Linked DNA regions of Mus musculus: regions 1, 2, 3, 4, 5 and 6 are each linked to region 7. A link is a contact called in public HiCAR-type, HiChIP or PLAC-seq and promoter capture Hi-C data. All regions are on one chromosome and are shown on one strand. The core of a region is the stretch at or near the end of the contact, and the rest is flanking DNA. Distances in the headings are between cores, read along the strand shown. Region 1 overlaps Gm32970 (a long non-coding RNA gene). Region 2 holds the start of Laptm4b (lysosomal-associated protein transmembrane 4B). Region 3 holds the start of Mtdh (metadherin). Region 4 overlaps Stk3 (serine/threonine kinase 3). Region 5 holds the start of Zfp706 (zinc finger protein 706). Region 6 holds the start of Pop1 (processing of precursor 1, ribonuclease P/MRP family, (S. cerevisiae)). Region 7 holds the start of Cox6c (cytochrome c oxidase subunit 6C).

The links. Promoter capture Hi-C pulls out the DNA fragments that hold promoters and counts their contacts. HiCAR-type assays count read pairs that join an accessible place to other places. HiChIP or PLAC-seq counts read pairs in DNA pulled down with a chosen protein or histone mark.
Region 1: a contact with region 7 is called in a promoter capture Hi-C map of pre-B cells, with 3 times the contacts expected there. The contact joins the enhancer-like site here to the promoter of Cox6c in region 7. A contact is called at or near these places in 4 of 39 promoter capture datasets (the 3T3-L1 cell line, 3T3-L1-derived adipocytes, embryonic stem cells and 1 more).
Region 2: a contact with region 7 is called in a promoter capture Hi-C map of pre-B cells, with 3 times the contacts expected there. The contact joins the promoter of Laptm4b here to the promoter of Cox6c in region 7. A contact is called at or near these places in 2 of 39 promoter capture datasets (hippocampal neurons and pre-B cells) and 1 of 115 datasets of contacts at active chromatin or transcription factors (astrocytes).
Region 3: a contact with region 7 is called in a promoter capture Hi-C map of liver, with 4 times the contacts expected there. The contact joins the promoter of Mtdh here to the promoter of Cox6c in region 7. A contact is called at or near these places in 4 of 39 promoter capture datasets (the 3T3-L1 cell line, hippocampal neurons, liver and 1 more) and 2 of 115 datasets of contacts at active chromatin or transcription factors (astrocytes and embryonic forebrain).
Region 4: an H3K27ac HiChIP or PLAC-seq map of T-cell acute lymphoblastic leukemia shows a contact between it and region 7, with 15 times the contacts expected there. The contact joins the enhancer-like site here to the promoter of Cox6c in region 7. A contact is called at or near these places in 6 of 39 promoter capture datasets (the C10 cell line, embryonic stem cells, hippocampal neurons and 3 more), 1 of 484 Hi-C or Micro-C datasets (cerebral cortex) and 3 of 115 datasets of contacts at active chromatin or transcription factors (T-cell acute lymphoblastic leukemia, astrocytes and embryonic forebrain).
Region 5: a contact with region 7 is called in a promoter capture Hi-C map of erythroid cells, with 13 times the contacts expected there. The contact joins the promoter of Zfp706 here to the promoter of Cox6c in region 7. A contact is called at or near these places in 2 of 39 promoter capture datasets (erythroid cells and liver), 1 of 484 Hi-C or Micro-C datasets (CD4 T cells) and 1 of 9 other capture datasets (adipose tissue).
Region 6: a HiCAR-type map of astrocytes shows a contact between it and region 7, with 6 times the contacts expected there. The contact joins the promoter of Pop1 here to the promoter of Cox6c in region 7. A contact is called at or near these places in 14 of 39 promoter capture datasets (the 3T3-L1 cell line, 3T3-L1-derived adipocytes, the HPC-7 cell line and 9 more), 2 of 484 Hi-C or Micro-C datasets (CD4 T cells and cortical neurons), 6 of 115 datasets of contacts at active chromatin or transcription factors (astrocytes, embryonic forebrain, forebrain and 3 more) and 2 of 9 other capture datasets (adipose tissue and liver).

What each region holds. Positions count from the first base shown.
Region 1 is chr15:34,774,478-34,777,280 of GRCm38.p6, reverse strand. The region is part of intron 2 of Gm32970 (a long non-coding RNA gene); the gene reads left to right. Among named protein-coding and RNA genes, the nearest start is that of Kcns2, 61 kb to the left of the region's middle. Within about 2 kb of position 1,335, at least 22 of the 459 cell types and tissues checked have an H3K27ac peak or open chromatin away from gene starts, as enhancers often do. A contact at or near this core is called in pre-B cells, where this site is marked.
Region 2 is chr15:34,236,639-34,239,338 of GRCm38.p6, reverse strand. It overlaps Laptm4b (lysosomal-associated protein transmembrane 4B), which reads right to left and starts at 1,313. Exons shown (of 7, transcript NM_033521.3): 1 at 917-1,313. The coding sequence starts at 1,015.
Region 3 is chr15:34,081,179-34,083,988 of GRCm38.p6, reverse strand. Mtdh (metadherin) reads right to left here and starts at 1,270. Exons shown (of 12, transcript NM_026002.5): 1 at 576-1,270. The coding sequence starts at 953. Gm41291 reads left to right here and starts at 763. Exons shown (of 1, transcript XM_011245387.3): 1 at 763-2,247. The coding sequence starts at 982. The coding sequence ends at 1,515.
Region 4 is chr15:34,889,499-34,892,198 of GRCm38.p6, reverse strand. All of the region lies in intron 10 of Stk3 (serine/threonine kinase 3), which reads left to right. Among named protein-coding and RNA genes, the nearest start is that of Gm52204, 19 kb to the left of the region's middle. Within about 2 kb of position 1,373, at least 42 of the 459 cell types and tissues checked have an H3K27ac peak or open chromatin away from gene starts, as enhancers often do. A contact at or near this core is called in T-cell acute lymphoblastic leukemia and pre-B cells, where this site is marked.
Region 5 is chr15:37,005,954-37,008,715 of GRCm38.p6, reverse strand. Zfp706 (zinc finger protein 706) reads left to right here and starts at 1,314. Exons shown (of 4, transcript NM_026521.4): 1 at 1,314-1,588. It overlaps LOC115488529, which reads right to left. Exons shown (of 2, transcript XM_030248876.1): 2 at 243-1,860. The coding sequence ends at 912.
Region 6 is chr15:34,493,695-34,496,569 of GRCm38.p6, reverse strand. It overlaps Pop1 (processing of precursor 1, ribonuclease P/MRP family, (S. cerevisiae)), which reads right to left and starts at 1,259. Exons shown (of 16, transcript NM_026340.3): 1 at 1,155-1,259. Rida (reactive intermediate imine deaminase A homolog) reads left to right here and starts at 1,324. Exons shown (of 6, transcript NM_008287.3): 1 at 1,324-1,517. The coding sequence starts at 1,453.
Region 7 is chr15:35,936,683-35,939,499 of GRCm38.p6, reverse strand. It overlaps Cox6c (cytochrome c oxidase subunit 6C), which reads left to right and starts at 1,254. Exons shown (of 4, transcript NM_053071.2): 1 at 1,254-1,375; 2 at 2,216-2,345. The coding sequence starts at 2,229.

The sequences.
Region 1 (2,803 bases), core at 86-2,585, 1.2 Mb after region 7:
AAGAATGGAGTGGCAGGCTCCCCAAAATGGCAGTTTTGAAGACAATGTCCTAAGACGGTAGTCCAGGCCTGATCCAGGCCAGATACCAGATAAACAGAAACCCAAATTCAGCACTCCTCCGAAACCTCATCATGTGTATTTCTATTTGTCAGGAAAGTCACGACTTCCCTTCTCTGGCCCCAACAGTCAGTAGATAGAGACAAACTGCATGTGGTTCCCAATCAACCTGAACATCCTGCACCAGCTCAGGTCCCCCACCCTGCTGACGGCCACATACAGCACTTGTTCTCCCACTAGGCTCTTGCTCTTCCTCTCTGAGCTAGTGCGGTAGTCTCTCTTCCAATGGACTGTCTTTTCTACCCACGAGGTGATCTAGTTCAGCTGTTTCATTGATCCTCATTTACATTTGGTACCCAAACCTGGGAAAGACACTTGAACCCCTAAAATCTTTACTATAACCAAACTAAACTGCTGACTTGGCTCTCCTGGGCATGGATCATTTGCCTTTGCTGGCCTTTTCTACCCACCATATTCAAATATAGAGTGTGTCTCTTTGGTTACTTCTCTTTACATTTTATTACTACTCTTTTCTCCCTACCTACTGAGTGCCTGCCCTCTCTCTCCCTCTCCCTCTCCACCTCCTCCCTATCTCCCACCCCCTTCCTCCCTTCCTCCCTTCTTCCATTTTCCTCCCTCTGGCTCAACAGAATCCATACTGGTATGCCAGGCTGCCTCCCAAGCCCTTTTAGGCACCCCAGTTACATGGACAGGATGCCTGTCCGCTGTGATGCTGGGTATCTCTCTGACAAAGCTTGGTCCCCCAAGGATACCCTTGAACTGAGACTCCGTCTTACTGCCCTTCCCTACCCCTTACCATGGTGCTCTCTCCGTGTCTCCATTTATCCTCATGATAGGAATAGAGTTCCACAGCCTCTCTTTCCTCACACTTAGACATGCAGTTGGTACCCTCATTCTGGTGGGATTCTTTTCACAGCCCCCACTACCTGGACTTAGAAAAAAAGAATAGTTCCTAAGTCTCCTGCCTCCCCTTGCTGGGCCCAGGGAATTCTTTACTGCTGCCCTTTCTTAAATCTCCCGCCCCTCATTCAAAATTAGACCCTTCAAAACTCCTCTCGCCCTTCCTTCTCAAATCTCTTTCCCTTTTCAGACTCAAGGATACATTAAGCCTCCCATAGGGTGGTAAATTTTGGCAAACTGAAAGAGGTTACCCAGAGGCCAGATAAGAATCCTGCTGAGTTCACTGCCTGACTCTCCTTCAGCACACCATGCTAGAGTCTAATTCTCAAGAGGGCATGCTTGTCCTCAACTTTCACTTCCTCTCTCAGGATCCTGTTATTAGAAGAGAACTTAAAACATACATGATGACCCTCAAAACCCTCAGAGAGCACAGCTGGAAGTAGTGTTAAAGGTGTTTAACGGAAAGGAGGAACAGGAAAGAACGGTAAGGCTTCCTGTGATAGACAGAAGTGCCAGTTCCTGGCAGCAGGCCTCAGGCCACCTCCAGAGAAAATGGGGCACAAGCAGACTCCATATAAGACATGCTTCAGGCATAAACACTGGTCACTGGGTGAAGAACTGCCCTGGACTTTGCCTGTCACCAGGACCCTACCCTAACTGTCGACAGGCAGGATGCTGTAGGTTGACTACCCTTTTTCTTGCCAAGGTAGGTATCAGTCCCCCACATTCCTCCTCCACAGGAAAATCTCTTGGAGCTTCTGGGTCTGGCAGTCAAAAACAGATGCTTCCCTGGGACCCCAGCGCCTATCAAGGCCATTGAGATCACCACACTTCTGTGGTGCAGCAAGCTTAAGTTTCTGCCACTTTTAATTGATATGGTGGCTATATGGTTCATACTTCCTGCTCACTGCAGTAAAACCTACCCTTCTCAGATCACTGTGATAGATGTTGACAGCTGGCCTCACCAGCCTAGGGTTACAGGCCCTCTCCTCTGTTCCCTCAGGACCACCAGGTTATCCACGTCTTCCTCATTATGTCTAGCTGTCTAACCCTATTACTGGGTAGGGATGTCCTGGTCAAACCATGCTTTTCCTTTTCCTTTTTGTTTTCGTTTTTTAAAAAAAATCTAACCCCTTCCAGAAATTTCCTTCTACTTTTAGTGTCTGAAGAGTTTCCTTGACCCAGACTTATCTTCATCCACATAGTCTAGTATCTGCTGCTGTAGCAACAAGCAGGCCTCAGTGAGCTGGTCCCAGGAGCTGCCTGGTCAGTCCATCCACAGCCCAAAGTTCTGGTTTTATCCCAAAACCTTTCTGGCCTTACCAAAAGGGTACACAGGACAGACATGCTGCTTGCTGGTGATACAAATTTGAGATCACTCAAGGAAACATTAAATTATCTGAGTTTCTTAAATAAAAAGCTTCAAAATAAAGTTCAATTATCTATCAGTCTATACTGATTTAAAAAAAAATCAGTGAAACTTCCCAACAGGCTCACAAACTTTGTCACAAGAATGTAAAGAATATAAGGAGAGAGAGAGAGAGAGGAGAAAAGAAAAATGAATGAAAGAAATTCCTTGGGTAAAACACATTTGATCTTCTTCTGCTAATAAACAGAAACCTATGAAAAACTTCACAAATATTGTTAATATTCTACAACAAGACACAAAAAGACAGTAAGGAGATTGCTACTATCTTGTTTCATTCATTGACTTATAAAAATACAAATTCTGATTAGCCCTGTAAGTGTTTGAAGTGTAAAAGTCAGTTAGCTTTCCTAGAGCTAACAGGCTTCCTTCTGGGACAGATAACTCACAAATAGGTTT
Region 2 (2,700 bases), core at 64-2,563, 1.7 Mb after region 7:
ATTATGCGGCCATAATGGACCCAACTAAAGAAAACTTGAGACTATAAATAGAACTGTAACATCACGTGGAAGGGGAATGCATTGTTTAAAATGGCACAAGGCAGTTTACAATTCAATACTGAATATCTTTTTAAACTATCAAAGGGAGCTAAGAATATGTTCTAACTAAAAAGTTTTATATGCCACTTAACTACCACTTTCAACTACATTTCGTTGTTCTGCAGCAAGTAGCTCGGATCTCTCTAAAATGATGTCACAAAATCCAAAATATTGAGGAATCCGACTCAGTCCAAGGCTGCCAACCACCAACCAAGGGCAGCCAGCGCCACAGGGCAAGAATCCATCAAGCTAACTCGCTGCCCCAGAGAATCACATGTTTGTTCTTGACACAAATGTGAGCGCCAACCTGAAGGCCATTTTTAAAGAAAACTAAATTTGCCCGCCGTGCCTATTCAGAGGGATCACCTGTCCTCGGGCAGGAACCTGAGTGGTTGTTAAGATGGCTTCTCCAAGCCAACTGGAACACAGGCACACTTGGGTACCTTCCCTGTGTAAGAGCTTTAAACAGGCGTACGCAGGAAAATCCTCTCGAGAGGAACAAGAATTTCCCAACCGTTTCTGCTCGGACGCGAACTCGCGAGGGCGAACGCTGTGTAGCCGTGGTGCGTCCCGGGGGTGAACATGCCCGGCCCGCACCTCGCAGGGCCCGGTGCCCCACCCCCCCCCGCCCGGCCCCACATGCCCCCGCCACTGCAGCCCGGCTCTCCCCGAGAATTAACTTTCTAATAATACAACTTTAGGCGGATGATCGCGGGCGGCCCCCAGACCGACGCCGACCTAGAAGCGACTTAGTGGCGCGGGGTGAGCGGCGCGCGTGGGGACCCCGGGGGCTCCCTCGACGCCAGGGCGCGCTCACCAGGTACCAGACGCCCAGCAGGATGGTGCCGGTGCGGACATGGCAGCACAAACAGCAGCTGTGGGAGTAGAACCGAGTCCAGGGAGCGACCATCTTCATAGCTCCGGCGCTCGTGGAAGTTTGTGAGAGCGTCGCTCGCTTCGTCTTGGGTCCGCTGCTCCTGCCCCTCTCCTTGGCCGCCCCGACCCTCGGACCGCTCGCCCGACCCTTGGCTCTGCACTGTACCGAGAGCTCCGAGTGGCCGCTGCGACGGGACACTGGGCTCGAAGACCGCGGCGACGCTAGGAGGCAGGGGGGAGGAGAAGCCGTGGGTCACGTGGCCTGCCCGGGCTCGTGATGTCACCACCGGCTCCAGCCAGCTGCGGGCGCTGGGAGCGCTGCGCCAAATAAATGCTTCCTTGCTGGACCCTGAGGGAGTCTCCAGAATTTTCCTCCGGAAATGGGGTGCACCTTTGGTTAGGATTCAGATTCATTCCAGCTGTGTTTGCCTCACATCTAGCTTGCAAATAACCGGTGAATGCTGTGCTAGGATTGTAGTTATCTTGCAAACTGGCGGAAGGAAGGAAAACTGCTTAGAATGATTATTCCAGTCAACTGCGGTACTTTGAACCACTGCGGAACCCGCAGAGAGCAATTTATCTCAGCTTCCCAGCTCAATTACTTTAGTAGCAATCTTTTCCCAGAAAATAGAATGTGTGTCAAGGGCATCCTCACTGTGCTTCCGTGGCATTTTTAATAATGACTGAAGTTCTAGTAAAACAAAAACAAAAAAACAATTACTGCCAAAAGATCTATGCAAGTCACAATACACAGCGTTGAAAGAGCCCAGGCAGAGGACTAGGGTCTGGGGGCGGGGGATGTCCCTCCAGCTGCTGTTTTGGATAGGATCCAAGTTTAGCCTTTGATGACCACAGTGCTAGCTAAGAAGCTCTGATAACTTAAATTAAAAGTTCGTGTGAAGCCGGGCATTGGTGGTGGTGCACGCTTTAAATCTCAGCAGTCAGGAGACAGAGGCAGGCCAGCGTCTATAGAGCAAGTTCCAGGACAGCCAGTCTAGTCTATAGAGCAAGTTCCAGGACAGCCATCCTAGTCTATAGAGCAAGTTCCAGGACAGCCATCCTAGTCTGTAGAGCAAGTTCCAGGACAGCCAAAACTGCACAGAGAAACCCTGTTTCAGGAAAGGAAAGAAGGAAGGAAGAAAGGAAGGAAGGAAAGGAAGGAAGGGAAAAAAAGAGACCATGTGAAAGTTTTATTTCAGGATTAGAACAAGAAATAAAATGGGTTCAATTTGGCCGGTCAGTGGTGGCGCATGCCTTTAATCCCAGCACTTGGGATGCAGAGGCAGGTGGATTTCTGAGTTCAAGGCTAGCCTGATCTACAGAGTAAGTTCCAGGACAACTAGAGCTATACAGAGAAGCCCTGTCTTGAAAAACAACAAAAATTTAAAAAAGTTTTAAAATGGGTTCGATTTAAATTAAAGTACATGTCAAATAAGATGAAAGATGGTTCAAGATTGGTTAGTTTCACAAAGACGTGCATCTACCACACTCTAGTTTAAACTTGGCTTCTATTCCCAGAGATACCACGTGTAGGTCCTTGAGCAAAGATACAAGCAGGATAACTGTTGTGGGAGGAATTGGAAAAGCTCGGTATTTGTTTCTTTTCTTCGTAACATTAAAGATAATTTTCTCTCTGGGATTGTCTATTGTTAGTTATGGGCTGGGGCTTTCCTCTCATGTGGAGTGTTATCTCAGGATGCAGGAGGCTCTGAGCTCCATCCTCAG
Region 3 (2,810 bases), core at 21-2,520, 1.9 Mb after region 7:
CTTGCCTTATGTTTTTCTCGGGGCCATATATCCCGAAGGCGTATTAGATCGCCAGCTCCCTTTTGCCCAGTTCCTGTACCAGCAACCCAATGGCCACACTCACCAGGATAAGACAGGGTAACCATTTCCCTTTAACATTTCCAACTAAGATGAGTATGGCTTGATCTGAACACCTGTAATCCTCTTTAAGCCAGTTTTTAGGTCACCCCTATCTTCCGTGACGGTCTCAGGTCTCAACGTGGCTTGAGATAGACATCTCTCTCTACCGGGCAGTCTTTTCAGAACTTCCCAACGTCACTGTAAGGTCCCATTAACCTCCACATGCAGCCTACTTTCTTTCACAGGCCTCTAGGAAGGATCTGCTTTTGGGGAAACCAAGGTTCTCATATGATGGCTGTAAGTTTGGTCACTTTTATTTATACCTACCCCTGGAGTTAATTTCCATTCAGGAAAACGCGACTTTCCTACTGGTTCTTACACTTTCCGACTTCCCCCTTCTCAAGGAACGTGTTCACCTACCACCTCGACCTGAGCTCTCGCTTCCCTTGACCACCGGGCTCCTCGCCACTACTCACTTTGGGCTTTTCAGGAAGCTTCTTCCGGTTCTTCTTCTTTTGCTCCTCGCTTCTGAGATTCTTCAGCTGGGCTAGGTCGTCGGGGGCCGGAGTCGGCGGGGCCGCCTCCTCCCGTTTGCGGGGCGGGCTCCTTCGCTTCTTGCGGGCGCCGGCGCAAGCCGCGGCCCAGCCGTAACCTAGAAGGAAGAGCAGGAGCAGCCCGAGAGCGCCGGTGCCCACCAGGATCACCCAGCCCGGGTACCGCTTCGGCTCTAGCCCCAGGTCGAGGCCCAACTCCGTGCGCAGAAAACCTAGGCCGACCGAGAGCAACTCCCGCAGCCGGGCAGAGCCCTCCTCGGCCTGCTGGGCCAGCTCGTCCTGCCAGCTTCGTGCAGCCATCTTCCCTCCCGTCAGAGAGACTCGCGGGATGACGCCGGGGAGCGGAGCCGCCGCTGGAACAGTCGTGGGAGGCGACAGGGCCGCGACACCTCAGGCCGAGCGCATCGCGGCCAACCCTCACGCCGGAGTAGGGGATAGAGGGCCGCCGCCGCCACGGGGAGAGCCAAAGGTTCCCAGTCTCCGCAGCCGGCCTCACGCCGCCGCCACCAGGAGGACACGGGGCGGCGGGGACAGAGTGTCTCCAGAGGCGGCCGCTAAGCGGCGTCGGGGCGCCAGCGCCAGGACCCGCTGTCCTCCCCCGGCGGAACAATGGCGGCTCCGGCCGCGATCCACGCTGCGCGCGGAGGCCGGTCGGGTCACGTGGAGGCTGTGGGCGGGGCATGCGTCACATGGGGCGATGGGCGGGGCCGGGCGGACTCTAGTCTTGGAGTGGGGTCTCCTTGAGCTGTGTGGGTTTGGAGGCTTGGGGCGACTCGGAGCTTGCGAAGCGGGAGCTAGAAATCTGACGGTGGAACTCCTTCAGGCTCGGGCTTTCTGGATGCTGAGAGGGATTCAGGTGTGAGGCCTGCGCACGAGCAAGGCGGCCAAACCCATCGGAGTATGAGCAGGCTTTCCGCTCTCTTTCCTGCAGTGGTGGTGCAGTGGACCGGCTTTTTCTCCCTAGGTCAGGGGCCAGTTGGATGCTTCCAGAGGGAGCTCGGTGGACTCTGAGGCAGCGAGCACGTGTAATTCACATCCGAGTATTTCTTCGGGGCGGACTAGCATATTAACGTTTGCCAACGTTTGCGTCTGTTCTGTCGTTCACTCCTGCTGTCTGTTGTCAGGCTCCAGATTTAAAAAGTCGGCAAACCCGTGGGAGGCACTATTATTTTTCTACTGATTTGTAGCCTTAATAGGAAATATTGAGAGGAAGCCCTTAGACTGTATTTATATGCAAGAGAAGCATATTATTTTAAGCTTTTATACAACCCCAAAAGAATTGCAATTTTTGAATGCTTGTGTTGTCCAACAGTCAAATGTAGCATTAGAAGGAAACTAGGTGGGTTGGGGAATGTCGCTCAGCAATAGAACATGCTTACTGAACATATGCAAGGCTCTGGCGTCGATTCCTAGCACCAAAAATAAAGAGCTGAGGCGCTTCTTCCCTTCTTAATTTTAAAAATGCTTGAGGACTACCCTACTATTTGTATTTTGACTTTGCGGTAAGGAAACAGTGTCTATAATTAAATGTTAATTAGCATGTAAGCAGCTGAAGTAAATACAAACTAAAAACCTATTCATGTATTTTGACCCATCAGTATTGTAATGAGTCTTGTGATTAATGGGTGGAATAGAGTTTTATACGTAATAAGCTACTCTTGCTAAGCTTTTTTGCAGACTTATAATTAAGGGCTAAGTTATAAAGGCCAGAACCTTAAAATGAGATCTGCATGACCTCTAAAATTAACAAATTCCATTCATATTTTTGGAATAAGATTTATAACCCCACCTATTTGGGTTGGTCATAGTTTTTCTAAGAAGTTCTACTGATCGTTTTAGATCATCACCTGTGGATTTATGAATTAGAGAATTACAGAAATTGTAGGTTAGCATACTAGTCCCTTTGACAGTCTAGCAAGTAAATGATTTAGTAAGATCAGGTCATCTTGTAGTTTTTTTTTTTTTTTTTTTTTTCCACTTGCTGTATTTGGTATCAGGGACATACTTGTCATTATATCTCGCCCTCCTTCTCTCACTCCCTCCTCTTTGTGTATGCACATGTATATGCACTTCGTTTTTGTATTCATGCTGGGGATTAAACCCAGATCCTTAAGCATGGTAGGCAAACGCTCTCCCACTGAACTATGTCTTTATCCC
Region 4 (2,700 bases), core at 124-2,623, 1.0 Mb after region 7:
TAGAAATGGAACCTAGGGACCCTGGAAGAGCGGCCAGTGTCGGTTGCTGAGCCATCTCTCCAGCCTCCTGAATGTTCAAATAAACTCTGGTGTTTCTAAAACTGTAAACTTTCAAAAGTTATAGTATTTTACTGTTTCACAAAACTGTTGCCTTAGGTAAGATTACAGTGTCTGCTGGAGGCAAGCAGTTGATTCATGTAACTACTGCATTGTATAGACATATCCATAGTAACATGAATCCATATAAAAGAATATCTCCTGTAGAGCTAGCCTGAAAACATTAAATAGCCGAATGCCGTCCAGGTCTTTTCACTCACTCGGCTCCCCAGGGAGTGTCCAACACGTTCTGAGGGATACTTTCTCACTGAAGCCTTGAAACAGCTTATTAGTCCCTAGTTGCCAAACTTATCCATACATAGTTTACTGCCTTACACACAGCCCATCAATGCTATTGGTGATTCCTTTCTGGTCTAGACAAGAGTTTCAAAACACATAATGCTAAATTAAAAAAAAAAAAAAGGTGAAATTTAAAAATAGAAAAGCAGGTCTTCTCTCTTAAAGGTGGAAGATGTGCAGCACCAACTATGGGCAGCAGAGGGTGCTGGCTAGCCAAAGACATAATGTTCTCATGGAGGCCGAGTGAAACCTTGTCGTTGTGAGGGGGGCTTCAGTAAACAATTGCTCATGTCTGTGGAGCACAGTGGCTTCATGTTCTTCGGTTCCACAAACCATTAATCTGAAAGGGACCCGTCTTCCTAACTACTCAAGAGCCAGCGATCAGCTGGAGGTATCCATCCTTCACAAATGTGTGCACCTCCTGTGTTTGACCTCACCTCCACCCTGTTGAGGATTGCTCACTCAGAACTCACTCCATACAATTCAGGTAATGTTGGAGTGTTTAATTTTACTTCTTTCTACTGGCTTCCAGTAGTAACTTTCTTAATGAGACTTAAAAGCCTTTCGAAAAATAGTAGCAGGTTATTCACTCTGCTCTAAGCTAGCTAAGAAGCCCACTCCTTTAGGAGCCACTAAACAGTGTCTCATTTGAATGATCAGAGCAGAGATTTCCCAGGGAAAGAGAAAAATCCACTGCCATCATCCTGGCAGAGTCACGTGCCCTGTTTGGTATTGTTATAATTTAGAATGCAAAAAGATCAGTGAAAAACAGTTTGGGGTGACTGAAAAATTGGAAGGTAGTTAACAAAACCCACAGATGCCTTCATATTTAAGAGTGCTTCCTTTTTTGAGCAGCATAGCCTGGTGCAGCTGCTGACATGACAGCCATTGTGGACTGTGAGAAAGAGGACAGTCTGGCAGCAGGCTTTGTAGTGAGGATGATGAAATGAGGCAGTTAACACATCTGCAGGAAGAAAGCAATAGCCAGAGCCATGCCTGTCAGCACTGCAGCTGGGCTTCAGTGAGGTGCTGAGGATACAGAGACTGTGCTTGATGATGGTGGGCCTCGGGGCCTCTCACACATGACACACTCTGGCAAAAGAGAAGGAGCTGATAAAGTTTTCTCGTGTGAATGTCCCTAATAGAAAATGGGCCAGTGGAACTGAAAGAGAACACTGATAGCCAGAGAGGGCAGTGTGTGTGAACCGGCTTTAAGGAATATGATTCTGTTTAACAATAGTTTCTTAGCAAATTTAATTTTGTCTATTTTGGTTTTGTACCTCTTCTGAAATAAAAAAGGCAAGGAACATCTTTTTTACACTATTCTTGCTCACTGCTTCTGTTCATTCCAGGTGTTAGGCACGTAGGGCTTGGTCTGCTGTATCACTCGGGACTGGGGATCACATAGTGTTATCTGAGAATACAAAACAGTGCGTAGACGATTCCTTAAACAACAAAATATTCCAGCCACTTGTACATGGAAAGTTCCTCAGGAGCACGTTGACTTCTGTATTGCATAGCTGCGTTATTATTATTCCAGCAGAGATAACCCAACAGCATGGCTCTCATTTGCTTCCTAATTACAGATGCATTTCCCCTTAATCCTTATTAAAATGGACTTTTTAAAGAGTAAGCTGAAATTTCATCCTGTAAAATAAAATGTAAAGATTTACTAGTAAAACTACTTCATATTAATGTGTATTATTCAAACCAGAGCTCACATTCTGATCCCCAAGTTTCCACTCACGACCACAGTCTCCTGGCAGGGCAGTGTGTAGATGCAAAGTGAGATTCGATGCACTCTGAAGAGCCCCAGCTGGGGCTCGCTTGTGTTGTCACAGTAGTTGTGAAGCCACTCAGAAAGCAGGTGTCTGGCTGGAGCCTGGCCTCCCAGGTATGTCAGCTTGGTACTGCCCTGGCACTGACAGACTCTGGGGACATTTGGGGAGGTACTCATTTTAAAGGTAATACTAGAGGCAGACTCCCTCGTGCTTTGTGCTCTACCAAGTGAAACCAGAATGTTTAAGCCCTACCCCACTCACACCTTTTCCATTGAAACACTGTAAAAGTCCTTGCAGCCCATTCGTTTACCATAATGGTCCAAGCATGAGGTTTGCTGAGTGCTTATTACAAGTAATGACAAACAGGATGGCTCAGTGCACAGACACTATAGTCCTCTCCGTAGACTAGAGTCTTGGATGGTTACCTTTGGAAGTTGATACCTCGATCATAGGACCCTAAGACAGTAATGTTCCCTTGGTCTCATTTTATACCCTCCTGGATGTTTTCCCTCCATCATACTTT
Region 5 (2,762 bases), core at 65-2,564, 1.1 Mb before region 7:
AAACAGCTCTTTGTATTTCCCAAGTCTAGATCCTCCAAGACTCTCAACCCAAAAGGCAGATTAACACAACAGTAAATGTGGCCACCATTAATAACTATGTTATAGCTTCTTGACATGTCTGTTCCAAACCTGTCTCTTTAGACACATTCTGTTCAATATTGTTTTTTCAGCACTTTGTTGGTCACTGGCTATACAGTAATAAAAAGGAGATTACAGATTACCATCAGCAACAGTAACAAAACTTAAACACGTAACTACATTTTAATAAAGGCTTGTGAGCATAAAGTGAAATGAATCAAAGATGAGCCCACTTCAATCATGGCCCAGCTGCGTTGCACCTTTCTGGCTATTTTTAACAATACTGTGACAAGGTTATCATAGTACAAGTAAAGTAGACTATGCTCATAGTCAACGAATTCTCTGGCTACTGGCAGGCAAGTTTGAGATTCTGACTGGGCATGGCGACACATGGTCATGTAGCTCCTGTGGAGGTGAAAGGGTTCAGTTCTAGGACAGACTGAACCACATAGTGGTTTTAAGGCCACAAAAGCAGTATACCTATAACCTAATTAGATCTAATGGGGAGCAGCTTGTTGCAGGTACAGGGCAACAAATGCAGAGATTTACAACGCCATTTCTAACCACCACTAGATGTTAGAATTGCAATCGCTCTTAATAAGGTATCTGAAGTTCACAACGTGGTCTAAATCAAGTGGAGGCGGGGAACGACCTTTTATTCTTTCCCCAAGTATTAGCAATCCAATAGCCAGCCTGCACAGGCCAAGCGAGCACGTTAGGATTTAGCCGATTTTTCAGGCTCAAGTCTCCATCTATGTGAAAGTCCCTAGTAAGTCAAAATACCCTGAGCACGGAACCAGTGAGGGAACAATGGCAGCGAGTCTGGCAGGGGGTCATGGCCGAGCGGCGGCCACGCGGGGCCCCGGACGCGACTCCCCCGCCGCTCCGGCTAGCGCCTTACAGGGCTCCCGGCTGGCCAGGGAAAAACGAGGGCGGCGGGGCAAAGGCCAGGCCGGGTGAGTGAAACACGAAAGAGTGACTGCTGAGCCACTCGGCCGACAGCCGCCCGTAGACCGGAGGTCACACACCGCAAGGGCAGGGGGACACGCTGAGACGACACCGAGAGAGCGGGCGGGAAGCAGAGGGGCGGGCGAGGGCCCCGCAGTTCCCGTCTTAGGCCCCGCCCCCGCGCGCTTATGTAACAGGGGAGAGCTGCCATTGGCCTGCAGACCGGAAGGACGCGGGCATGCTAGAGGGGCGGGGCAAAGCCGCCGCAGGAAGGTGAGGGGCGGGACCGCGCGGGCAAGCAGGCGGCGCTGAGGCGACTGGGAGTGCGGCGCGGCGTGCGCGGGCACGAGCGACGGGCCTGCCTCGGGCTCAGGCGCGGCGGGCGCGCGCTGCGGCGGGTGTGCGAGGCGCGGGCTGTTGTGCTCCCGGCTCTGCTCGGTCCTTCCTCTGCGGGTGGCGGAGGCCCCAAGCGGTGCGGGGCTCGACCCTTCCTTCCCTACTCGTCCTGCCCAGCTCTTCTCGCGCTGCGCGGTCTCTCGGACGCCAGACCGGCCCGGCCCGGGTAAGCGGCGCCGCAGGACGCGGGAGCCGGGGCGGGAGGCACGCGGCGGCGGGAGGCCGGGGCGGGCGTCGGACTCCCGGCGGAGCGGGCGCGGGGCTGAGGGCCGCCGAGGCCTCGGGCGGGCCGGGCTGCAACCGTGGGGTTGAGTCTGCCCACGAATGGCTGTTGAGAGCTGGGATCGTGCCGCGGAGCCGACCTGGGCCCCTTGCTCTGGCTGGTTGCAGAGTGTGAGCCCATTTCCTGGCTCCCCGGCCTCAGAGTAAGTTGTTTCTCTTTAAGCGGCCCCTTAGGGCCTCCTTCTCAAGAGTCCTGGTATTCCAAGAACTCTTCCTGGTTCGTAGCTCATTTGCAGCCTCCTGGGAAAGCTAAAACTTTTATTAAAAATCAGCTGGTAACTGTTTGCAAACGATTTATTGCCTTTCAGTTTGTCCCACTTAATCAGGGAGCGATTTATACGTAAGATTTTGTCAAAAACTCGATGAGCTGGTCAAGAGCAAATTGTAAGTTGAACTGTCCGAAAGCAGGTGGTTGGATCGTTTGCACTTCTGCTTTCAGAAAGGAAATCTGTGCTGTCAGAAGTTAGGGGCCTGCCCCGCTCAGCTAGCCTGTTAGAACAGATCTCCTTTGCCTAGTGTTACATTTTGTGTTTATTGAAGCGTTTGCCTTTTTGTAACCGTTGGTGGTGGTAAAGAAAATGGGTTAAATCTTAGGTGTTCTGTTGTGTTTTAGGAGAAGCCCTAAACGCAAAAGTTAAAAAATAGTTTTTGCTTATCTGATGGCATTGTTTTTACAGCACGCTTCATGAAAAGGTTATCAAAGTAGCTGCTTTAATTTCTAGATGGCAAGGAAAGTTCTGGAATTACTGATGTGAGGTTCTGTAACTTAAGCATAAAACCCTTAAGATCTGTTCACCAAGTAATTCACATACATAAGCCATGCTTTATGGAAGAGTTAAGATGTTTTAGACAATCAGAATGATCTAGTAAAGATCTGATACTAAGACAGGGGGACATTAAGAGTGTTTTCAGGACTGGAGAGATGGCTCAGCGGTTACGAGCACTGTCTTCTCTTCCAGAGGTCCTGAGTTCCATTCCCAGCAACCACATGGTGACTCACAACCATCTATAATGGGATCTGATGCCCTCTTCTGGTGTGTCTGAAGACAGCGACAGTG
Region 6 (2,875 bases), core at 10-2,509, 1.4 Mb after region 7:
GCAGCAGAGCACTCGTACATTAAATAAAGAAAAAGAAAAAAAAGGAAACAATGATATAAAAACAGGCCTAAATTTCTCTTTAAATTGTTCTCATGCCGCACGTCTTTGGATTGTGCTGGGCTGCATTGTTTGATTTAAAAAACTAGTTTGAAATTGAGTTGCTGGGTTAAATTTTATATTTTTTAAATCATTAATTTGGATTTGGGATTGAGATAGACTTTTCCAACAACTGGCCCTAATTATAGTTCCGACTGTACTACATATTTAGGCAAAATAGCATCTCATCACTGACTATTATAAAAATCAAACAACAAATCAGCTCTAAAAAAAAAAAAAAAAAGCCGGGCGTGGGGGCCCACGCTTTTAATCCCAGCACTCGGGAGGCAGAGGCAGGTAGATTTCTGAGTTCGAGGCCAGCCTGGTCTACAAAGTGATTTCCAGGACAGCCAGGGCTATCCAGAGAAACCCTCTCAAAAAACAAACAAACAAAAACAAAACAAACAAACAAACAAACAAAACCACTTTAGATGCTTTATGTCTTGCAGTATCAAATACTCTACCAAAACTCGTATTTATGAAAAAATAAACATACACACATCTATTTAGAGAGTAAAAATTAGTTTTTATCTTTCTCAAAAGGCAAAATTATACCAGCTACACTAAAGAATTGTTTTAAATATACTTCCTTATGATATATTATCAGTTACTAATTAGTACATCTTCTTATCTACCCAGGTTCGTTAGTGAGAAAGCTGAAGTCGTGAGCTAGGAGAAGATGACTCGCCTCCGGAAAGCAGACCCCGGTCTGCTCAAATCTTGAGGCGATCATGCATAGAAAGGAAGCACGGGATGGCGAAAGGCAGACAACCCACACCTCTGCTTGGTTCCCCGGAATGACCCATCCCTGTCCTTTACGGTACCCAGAAAGGGATACAAGCGCATTCCCAGAGGGGATTCCGCCTGGCAGGGCAACGATAAGCATAAAAACGAGCACAGGAGCCTGAGGCTCTGGACTGCAAGAGGGCCCGCCCGGGCAGCATGGACCTCCCCAAGTGAAAAGCGCCGCAAGCCGAAGCCGCCACTGTGGGCAAGCCCCCACGCGAGGCCCCCGCGAGCTGGCGGCCCCGGCTAAGCATTAGTGCCTCACCACCAACCTGCCAAAAGTTCCGAGGGCTTCGCCGGTAAGAATGACAAGGTTCTGAGATCCCTAGAAGCTCCCACCACAGAGGGTGAGCGAGCGGGCTGAGGGCGCGTGCGCAGCACGGCTTCTTCCTCCACGTGTCCCGGAGTCGCTTGTAAACTACAATTCCCATCGGGCCGTGCGAATTCGCACGGGGCTGTCCCTGAACTAAAACTCTTTTGCCTAGGGCTGTCTGGTCAGTGGACAAGAGTGGGTGTAGTTACTTACCATCGTTTCTTCTTCTGGAGGGTCTTCAAGAGGGAAGGATTAGCATGTCGTCCATAATCAGAAAGGTGATCAGCACCACAAAAGCCCCGGCGGCCATTGGTCCCTACAGGTAATGTTTTTTACTGTAGCTCTGAAGGACCAGGTAGGTGCAGTGTTGCAAGTTTGGAGCTTTGGCCCCTGCTGGTCCGAGCAAAAGAGAGTCTTAGAACGCGCGAAGAAACTAAGTTCAGAAAGAGTACAGTGTATCCAAATCCCTCAGAGAATGGGGGAGCCCTGGTGCTACCAGAAACTTGCACTCCTAAGATCTTGCCCCCATCTGGAGCTGCCGGGGCCCCGAAGGCGAGCTTGCTACATGCTTTCTCTGGTTAGAAGTGGCATCACCCCAACCCCCTTGCCTTTCGTCTTGGTGGCTTCTAGTTTTGGTTTTTGTAACAATTTTATTAAGATAGAATAAACAACCCATAGAATTCTCATTCTGTTAGTGGGTTCAATTCAGTGGCTTTTACTATGCCCAAAAGTTGTGTAGCCATCATCACTTTCTATTCTCAAAACATTTACATCCAACCTAAAATAAGGTTTATACCATTAGCATTTATTCCACATGGCATCTTTCCCCAGCTCCTTACAACCACCCATTTATTTCCTCTCCATCACTATAGGGTTTATCTGTTAAAGACGTTTGCTATAAAAAGTATAATACACTGTTTGGTCCTCTGTGACAGGCTTCTTTTACTAGCATGAAGTTTGATCTAACCCTTTCTTAATTTACAAGATATGCTTGTCTCATTTGGACAGTACTCAGCAAATACCTGTATGTCTATCCTAGTCTCTGGCTTCTATAACGTGTAGGAATGCAATGATGCTTATGAATGGTTTATCCATGCCTATTTACCACTAATATCAAATGCAAGTAACACCAAAGGTGATCTTCTGAGATTATCCTATATACTAGAGCTAACCATATATGTACTGGAAAAATAAAAACTACCCTTTGGCATTTATCTCTGCTTACCAGAAGTGCTTTTAAATAGAAATGGTACTTTCTTTTCACTTCCTTCTGTGGGTGCTATGAAGGACAGACTAACTTTGTAGCTCAGACTAACCTAGAACCTGCTGTTCTCCTGTTTGAGCATTCCTAGTGCTGACGTGAAGACCAGCACACTTAACTTAAAACCTTGTTCCTCAAAATACCTCAGCTTTAAAAATCACTGTATTGTATCTTATATAACTTTCTCCTCTCTAACTTCTAAGTCTTCACTAAAACGTATCTAGAGCCAATTCCTTTTGAAAAAGTCATTTCTGACACAGTGTCTCTTTGCTGTCAATCAAAACTGAAGATTTTCTTCGGCTGCAACATTAGTACTGTAGAAGATGTGTAGTGCATGCCAAGTATTTAGCTGATTCAAAAATGTGTAAGAAGTAATCCGACATAGGCCTTCACCTATAAAAGGAAAAGAAGCAGTAATG
Region 7 (2,817 bases), core at 5-2,504:
AGATCTATCAATCAAACATGCCTCTAACCTGTAAGCCTCACTTGCCCAAGGGCAGATAATCTCTGGAGTGCTGGGGGCTGTTACTTATGTAAGATAGTGAACTATGGTGTTTTCTCTTCTGTAAACAACCTCACTTGCCCCAACTTTACAGGATAAGCTTGATCACACACAGGTGGAGGTAGGCTGGAGGTTCATAAGGAAATACATTGGGATCTAAGCGTGCCCCTGATTGGACGAAGGTGGGAAGTACTGACCCTTTGGGGGTTGCCTTTATAAGCCTCTGACTGAGTTGTAATGTGGCGATGTATTTTGGGATTCCTAGGTATGCACCTGACAGTGTCCACTGAACTGGCCAATGCTTAATAAAGCTTGTTTTAAATTTGGTTCAAAACTTACAGTAGCCGTTTTCACTATTCTCACCGGGTGGGATTAACCGTAGCCCTGGTACTCTGATCCCGTGAACCTTTCTTTGTAACCATGGGTTCAGTTCAGTGGTTTCACACCTTCAGTTATTCTCCATATAGTGTGATGGTGCATGTGTCACTGCTCAAGCAGGGTTCCTAAGCCCTCTCAAACCCTGCATATATATAAAGTAGGCTTACTCAGCTGACTTAAGTAACACCTGTGAATCTAGTTGATGTCACTGAAGTAAGATAAACGTCCCAAGGCACGAAAAGTCATCTTTAGTCGGCTTTCCAAAAACATCCCTGTTGTTCCCGTTCACACGTTATTTTTTATTAAGAACCCGACACAAATACCCATTACGATTTGTTAAGCAGATCATTGAGTCTGGCAGTGGAGTGGGATCACATCTCTAGTTTGTTCCACAGCATCGGTTCTAAAATTACATGTTAAACTCTGAAATTGGCCTTTCTCGCTCTTTGCCAAAAACCAAGCGTTTATTGTGCCGAGGTAGTTGTAATGAAAATGCTTATTCATGTGGTTTGGGCAATCCTTTGACACAAATGTCATGTCCCCCAAGATATGCCTTTTCTCAAGGTTGGGCATTTAGAAAAAAAAAGCTCTCAGATGATGTAGTGCCTTTATAGAGTATATTATTTTTTCCCCACATGTGAAATATATACGAATTCCTTAATAAGTTCACAACACCGGACAAGATTAATATTTGTAATTTACTGAAGAAACCTTTGTAGGTAGTCAGGACTCGTTTTCAAGGTCCTGTTTAGGGAAAAAAAAAAAAAAAAAAGACATAGTGTAACTGGCATAAATTTCAGCTGTGACCGGCTGGATGCGCGCTTGAATACTTTTGGACTCCTTAGGCCACCGTCGCCGGGTCCTCCATCGACTCTTGCGCATGCGTGCTGCTGGAAGGCTCTCCGTTTCTCCGAGAACCGGGAAGGACGTTGGTGTAGAGGTGAGAATGGTGGAGAGAGAGAGGAGATTCTGGGGTTTGACAACTGCGGGTTTCTCGGCTTCTCGTGGGGGCGGCGAACTAGGATGTCTTGCACGTCACAGCCCAGTGGAGCCTCGGGCCTGCCTTCCTCGTGGGCGCGTTGCCCCCGCCGCGTCCTCAGGAGGCTGCGGGCCTGACCGGCCTGAACTCGGGCGGCCCCGCCATCTCCCCGCGTGCGCTCTTAGGGCTCCGGAGGAGCTCTGCGGAGCCTCAGGGTCTCGCTGGTGGCCGGCCGGGCCCGTTTCCCCTTGTATTTTGCCGCGGCCAGGTTGACCTTGATTGGGTCGTTTGACCTGCGGGGGCTGGTGCTCCAGTTGGATAAGGGGTGCGACCTTGGAGGGGACTCAGGCACCGAGGGGCCCCGGTGGTCGGCCTGGTGTGGGAGTAGAATTGGGAAGCTGGAGGGTCCCCGATCTGTCGCGCCTGCTCCACCGGCCCTCGGGGCGCTTGCTGGGCTCTAGTCCCACAGCTTCAGTGACCTGAGTTCTCCCCGAAGGCTTTTCTTCCTAAGGGTGAATTCTGAAAAGGCAACAGCTAGGTCGCATCTGCCTTTCTGTGGATGGGGGACACTTTTGTCATGGTTTTTGCTCATCGGTTTGTTGCTGGTTACCGCCTTGTTGCGGGTAGTGGAAATGCGTAGGAGAGGAGCGGGCAAAGATGAAGTTGCCAAAGTCATTGACCTTGCAGGAGGGGTTAGGCCGCGATTGTAGATACTAAACTACGTTGTGCATGTAGAGTTCATTCAATCACTTAACCTGTTACAAGCCTTTTTTTTTTCCCCTCCTTGTTTTACTCGCAAAGGACATTGGCTACCATGAGTTCCGGTGCGCTGTTGCCCAAACCACAGATGCGTGGTCTTCTGGCCAAGCGTCTGCGGGTTCATATTGCTGGCGCATTCATTGTGGCCCTGGGAGTTGCCGCTGCCTATAAGGTATGTGCTTTAGGTCACAAGCTGTTCGTTTAAAACATTATTTTTTAAACCTAGTTAAGAGCTGTTTAAAAAAGAAACTCTATCTTCAAGATATTTCCCTCATTTACCTTCCAAAGGCTTCAACGTAACAGAAACCCTATCTTCAAATGAAAATGCGCCACAGTCATTACAGGTTCCCTCTTCCCAGGTATCAAGGTAAAGCTGACAACCAAGAAATCTGATGTTATAATTTACTCTAAGTCTGGAGATCTGAGCACCAAGGGAATGTTGGTATACTACCCAATACAGAAGCCTTGAGGGGAAAGTGTTAGCAGTTTTAACTGCTTATCCCAGTGTCCTGGTACAAGTCCCAGGGTTGGAAGTCTAGGAGGTTTGGTGTCTGTTGGGAAAAGAAGATGGGTGTACCTAGCTCAAGAAGATTGAAAATGTGTCTTGGGGTTAACCTTTTTTTATTTGGTCCTTTTATGCATTG